2 separate regions of the Bicyclus anynana genome follow, and region 1 is linked to region 2. A link is a contact called in public Hi-C data. All regions are on one chromosome and are shown on one strand. Each heading gives the region's core, a stretch centred on a gene start, on an enhancer-like site or on the middle of the called end of the contact. The rest is flanking DNA. Distances are from core to core; before and after follow the strand shown. Region 1 overlaps LOC112043219. Region 2 overlaps LOC112043219.

Region 1 (2,965 bases), core at 268-2,767, 37 kb after region 2:
GTAGATGAGATTTCCTGAATAAGGAGCTATGTTGCAAATTGATTGCGGATTGAAATGATCGGTCGATTCAATGAACATAATGGTGAAATCGGCTGTATCTTTCTCTGTGCCGTATCTATCTGTATTATAAATACTATGAAGTAGTAGCGTATTTTTACGCTTAAAGAAATGTTTTCGCTCGTCATGTCATCGGTCGCAAAATCGGCCGCCCGGGGACGACCTTTCTTTTTAAGTAGGCTTTAAATTTGTAGCTCGTCCGAGCTGCGTGCAATCTGCTTTGCGATAATAAATAATAATTACTGCATTTTGTGATAAGACTTAAAATCCCCGCAGTATTCCGGACCCGGGCGGTCGCACATCGAACACGTTCGAAATTTTATAACAAAAAAAACCTCTTTGTACGTTTAACTTAGATAGTTATTATTAATTTTAGCTTTTAATAGGTGTTCAATATTTTTCACGGTTTAATTTCTAATCGACGCAAAGCATTTAGGCGATGACGCCCGCGCCGTGTACATATACATTATAGTTAGACATCATATGGACAATACCTAACAAGTGAAAAAAAAAATATAATTTTATTGAAATACATTCAGTGAAATTAATATTTGTGCATGACGAGCGCGCGAGCGCCCCGTTCCGCCCGGCGCGCGGCGCTCGCGGGCGGTAGTTGTTTTTATTTATTTTTTGTTTTCCCTCCCCCCTCCCCCTCCCCTCCACGCTTTTAGGTAGCGCATGTAGTATCCGTTGTATGTGTGCAGTTTCAGTAAATGCATCTTAAGAACAAGCCGAGATCGACTAATGTTAGTAAATTGCCACCGGGTACTGCTTTTATGAGGCCTTTGATACAAAATTACGAGTAATAGAAAAGTTACATAATTTTATTTATCATAGGACAACTAACCAGTGTTGAAGACATTTTGATGTACCTTAGTTTCTTAAATGATTATCTTTGGTTCTAAAGATTTTGCTTTATATGGACAAGAACCAAAATTTTAAAAACTGGAAGGATTAAAACAAGCCTTAACTATTTAAATATGTTAAAATGATTATTGTAAACGTGCCTTTAAACCAGAGCTCGTTTATCGTTTTTGTATCCTCTGTGATTGACTCGAAATTGCTATCTAAAAGTTCTGTCAACTTATATAACTGTCATATTTACAATAAATTACCCAAGGTACCAAAAAACTAAAACGACATTTTCATCGCCTCTTTAAACTTGACAACAAATTGTTACTGTACTGATCTTGCCTTTTGCTAATACTTTATTTATAGCATGGGTCTATAAAATGGCTAAACCCATACCAGACTTTGATTTACGTCATCACTCGAAGACTGAAGTAATAGGACCCAAAGAAAAAGCATTCTTCGACGAAACGCTCAATAAAATATCGAAAAATAACACTAAAGACTTGATATTGGGGACTATCAGTGGATGGTTGAGTGGTGTAGGCATCGCTAAGATCGGCAAAATCGCTGCCTTCGGTTTAGGCGGCGGTGTTATACTGCTCCATTTCGCTACCGATTTGGGCTACATAAATGTGAACTGGGACAAAGTTAGGGAGACTATCGGGAGGAGTCAAGAGATAATAGACAAGGTGGGTAACTTCGTCAGAAACAACAGTTGCTTCTCTGTTGGATTTGTCGGTGGATTCTTCTTTGGAGTGGCATCTGCGTGATTTTGGTTTAAGTATGGTAAAACCGTGCTGCGTGAGTGCGCGTGTTTTGTAAAATAGAATATTTTTAGATCTATTTAATAAATTCCATGTTAACAGTTATATTTTATTTTGACAAACATTTCCATAGGGCCAGACCCCTTCTACTTATAGCGAGAGGATATTGTATTTTCCAAAAAGGAAATGAATCCTAGTTACCAGGTTATCATAGGTATGATAGTTATCATAGGTTATCCCTGTATTGTATTCCCCACCGGTGAAACCTCTGGGCGTCTGCTAGTAATTTATATCTATTATACCTAAGTGGCGCCCTAATGCCTAAAATAGCCACGCAATATGAAATTTGGATATCTTCTATACTTATAATAAATCTGTAGAGAGGTCAATTCTGTTCATGAAATATATTTCCGAAATAACTATCAGGGGGTGATAAGTGGTCGATACTGATGCCAAAAATGCAATCAGTAAAATTTTTGTCTGTATGTCTGTCCGTCTGTCTGTATGTTCTTTATAACAAAAACTACTCGACGGATTTTAACGAAACTTGGTACAATTATTTTTCATACTCCTGGGCAGGTTATAGTATACTTTTCATCACGCTACGATCAATAGGAGAGCAGTGAAGGGAAATGTTACGACAACGGGAGAAGTTACTCAATTTTTTAAGCTTCCGTCGCGTGGTATGTTCGTTATAGAAACAAAAACTACTCGACGGATTTTAACATAACTTGGTACAATTCTTCATATTCCTGGGCAGGTCAAAGTATACCTACTTTCAATTACGCTACCGTCAATAGGACCAGAGCAGTGAAGTGAAATGTTGGGAAAACGGAAGAAGTTACTCCATTTTTTAAGCTTCCGTCGCCGTCGCATGGTCCCTACCATAGGGATAGTAGGATAGGAGTAGGGTAGAGGTAGGGTAGGGTAGCGGTAGGCGTAGTATTAGGGTTTCACGCAGACGAAGTCGCGGGCGTCCGCTAGTTTTTAATAAAAGGTGTGGTATACCTACTGCGGCTCCCCTGTCAGGAATAGTTTTCATGGGCAAAACTTGTACAACCCTTCAAAGTATTGTTTTATGAAATCAAAAAATAGTTATCTGCGATACCAACGAAGGACTCAGGAGGAGATGCCCTTTGAAACATTCGTTATCAACCCGTATTCGACTCACTGCTGAGCTCGAGTCTCTTCTCAGAATGAGAGGGGTTAGGCCAATAGTCCACCACGCTGGCCCAATGCGGATTGGCAGACTTTACACACAGATAATTAAGAAAATTCTCTGATATGCAGGT
Region 2 (3,094 bases), core at 190-2,689:
CCTTGAAACTTCTGAACATATGCTAAAAAGCGAGTATTATGTTTACGTTTTACAAACAGTGGCGGTTTAATTAGTGTTATTGTTTATTTTCTATCGGTTTCTTGTATCTAGAATTCAGTTAGTAAGTACATGTTTTAATCCACAAATTACTCGATTTCGTTATTCTCGTAGTGTTTTTTGAATTTTTCTTGCATTATCATTTAACTTTGGATGGTTATCATAAACTTTTGAAGATTTTATAGCTTACCTACGGCTTTTCATGAAATTACGTGATTATTATCGCATTTCTTTTGAACAACTACCCAGTCTTATTTATGAAAATTTAGGGCGGGTTGCTATTAATACTTATACTTAATACATATTAGATATATTAAAGTTTATTTCTGTTCATAAACCATTGTTAGTAACTCACCAGTAGCAATAAAAATAATTACAGTGAATTCGTAAATGTGTACACAAGACGCACGTAATGTTTGCATTAGGCACAATATGTTTACGACTCTACGTGCCTTGCTTGCTATTTTGTGCGCTGCTAGTGTAAGAGACCACGCTAAACAAAATGGACTTAAGTATAAATAAATATTAAATAAAGCATTTATTTATTGAAACGCATAGTTTACGTGAACATATACCCAAATATAGCTAAAAACTACATTTTGGTTGGATGGTAAACGGTGTATATGTAAGATATAAAAACCACTTGTTGTCGAAAGTATGGGACAAGTAGTACCTACCACCTGTAATGGCAACACAACTACAACAATTCATTATTTTTCATATAATTTTATCATATTTTTACATTAATTAAGCAATGAAGGTCACAAACGAGTTACAGGCGGATGCAGGCGGCTCAAAACCGTGTCATTTAGAAGTCCTTAAAAGTACCCCTTGTTTAGCACTGGAGTCCATCAGCTGATATTGATGAATTGATGAGCTTGATATGGACTTACTTTCTCACTCTGTAGTGTAACAGGATCGCCTTGACCACAGGTTATGATGATATGCGAGCTGATTAGGTCTTGTGAGCTATGACCCTAATTACCTTTAGCCCTATCTTCTTCGTAGATTTAAATAATTCATTTCCGTAGAACTTTAACGATGCGTAAACATTTTCAGGACATCTAAAATATAAGTAAGTACTGTCCTCGTTAAGACAACGCTGAAAGCAACTACCGCGTTTGTAAACTACCCTCTGTGTACGCAGTGTAATAAATTCAGACCATTAACACGAATACCTCCATAGTTCCTCTGCTAAGTAAATAAAGCCCAGAAATGGCTGGCGCACAAGCCATTCTAAACCTCTGAAAGGTCTTTAGTAAATGGACATGTGTCATATAAAGTTAAAATATCATTGTAACCACTCCACAGAACTATGGCTCTAAGGTGTGTGCAATTAGGGGTGATAATCGGACGGAGGGTCGTTCCCACAGTGGTATCAAGACATTATTGCCGCGGTGCCCTCTTTTTACGGACGTTTAATCTTCGGGTCGCCGTGTGGGTGTACGTTTTCATTGTTGGTTCAGTCACGGCTTTCATAATAAAAGGTTAACTAGTGGATGTAGATCTCTAAAGTTCTATCACAATCGTATAATATCTATCGACATACGAATTTAATGATCTCGAGAAGCCGTTTCACTGACAAAAGTACTAATATTATAATTGCACATTGATTAAAATAATTCAATACGAATCTATTAATATGCCAAGATTCACCTAGGAAATCGGCCATCATATTAATTATTTGTAAGCTCATTTTTAGAGTAGTAATTTAGTAGCTTTGGAAACATCATTACCTAGCTAATAATGTTTATGAATTTAAAAATATAAAATAATACATATTTCATCTTTCGCTACATAACTTTTAACTCGCGACGTGCATTCCAACCATGGTTACCGAGGTGTCAGATCAGGCAAATCTCACTTAGCCCGTGGAAACCCGATGGAGTTACCATCGATTTCCACGTCCGCTCTTATGCCGATGTCAGGGACGCCTTTACTAAGCCGTTCCAACCCTGCTTCTCTACTAGACCATGGGCTCTACTTTGGCAGAGCTAAAGAGCTCGCCTAGACCAGTACTGCGGTCCAATTATAAGAAATCTAAAAGAAATATATTATCAGGAAAATACCTTATACTACGATGTGACTTATAGTAGGTATACTAAAAGCGCACTTGAGAATTAGAAAATCGTGGTAGAACGGAAACTCACAGCAACAAAGCGCAGGCGCCGTGGCATTGCGGCCTGTGTACATTCGCTGGGCACTTGAAACAGAGCTTTGAGCTCACTATTACTTCCACTTATTTGGCACGTTTACTTTGCCTGAGTTACCATGATATATTACTTTTAAATAATCTCGAACGATATCTTTAGACTAGTTATTCGTATTCCAGAAGCTGAAAATGTTCTCATGTTAGCGGTTAAGTCATTTTATGTTACTTATATTTGACCGCTTAAAAATATTCTGACGTATTGAGAATCTCCTCTCCCTTGAGTGTCTTGAAAATTTATAATTCTTGTTTGCTTTTAAGATTAAAGACTCAGTTCTAAATACCAAATAGAGTGTATCAAGTATAGATAGATAGTATAGATAGATAGATACAGTTCCATTAAAGTTTCATAGTACAATAGATAAGAAGTAAGAGATTCAAGTTTCCAGTGTATTCTTACCATTCCGCCGAGTGGAAGGCACTCGCGGTATAAATTATTTATTCCCGAGTTGGCCCCGCTACTAGACGGTAGACTGAGGAATTATTCACGGCGACTGTACTTACCCAGTGCATAGCCACTCGCTAGTGATTTGATTGTGAGTTTGCTTTTTAGATATCGATTTGGCTGGGACATTCTGACAACTACAACTAAATTAATTTTGATTTTTCGAATAGTTTGTGCCAACTGCCATAAGTAAACACGAAAACATTATAATTCAATTCAAGTGCAGTATGCTGTGCTATCTTTGACTCACGGCATATGGTTTTATCTTTATTGGTTTTTTTGTAGATCATTTAGGATTAAAAGTAGTAAAAGGCTAAGGTTGTTTCCCAGTTAATCTGTGAGGTTGTCTTCGGTCTCCCGGTCTCCTGGCATTTATCTGTTTA

Evidence for each region. A called contact is a pair of places that touch in the nucleus more often than the background predicts.
Region 1: a Hi-C map of whole larva shows a contact between it and region 2, with 1.9 times the contacts expected there. The contact joins two enhancer-like sites. A contact is called at or near these places in 2 of 2 Hi-C or Micro-C datasets (whole body and whole larva).

The regions. Positions count from the first base shown.
Region 1 is chr2:10,846,049-10,849,013 of ilBicAnyn1.1, forward strand. The region is part of intron 22 of LOC112043219; the gene reads left to right. Among protein-coding and RNA genes, the nearest start is that of LOC112043223, 14 kb to the right of the region's middle. Within about 2 kb of position 1,518, at least 4 of the 8 cell types and tissues checked have open chromatin away from gene starts, as enhancers often do.
Region 2 is chr2:10,808,787-10,811,880 of ilBicAnyn1.1, forward strand. The region is part of intron 17 of LOC112043219; the gene reads left to right. Among protein-coding and RNA genes, the nearest start is that of LOC112043223, 52 kb to the right of the region's middle. Within about 2 kb of position 1,440, at least 2 of the 8 cell types and tissues checked have open chromatin away from gene starts, as enhancers often do.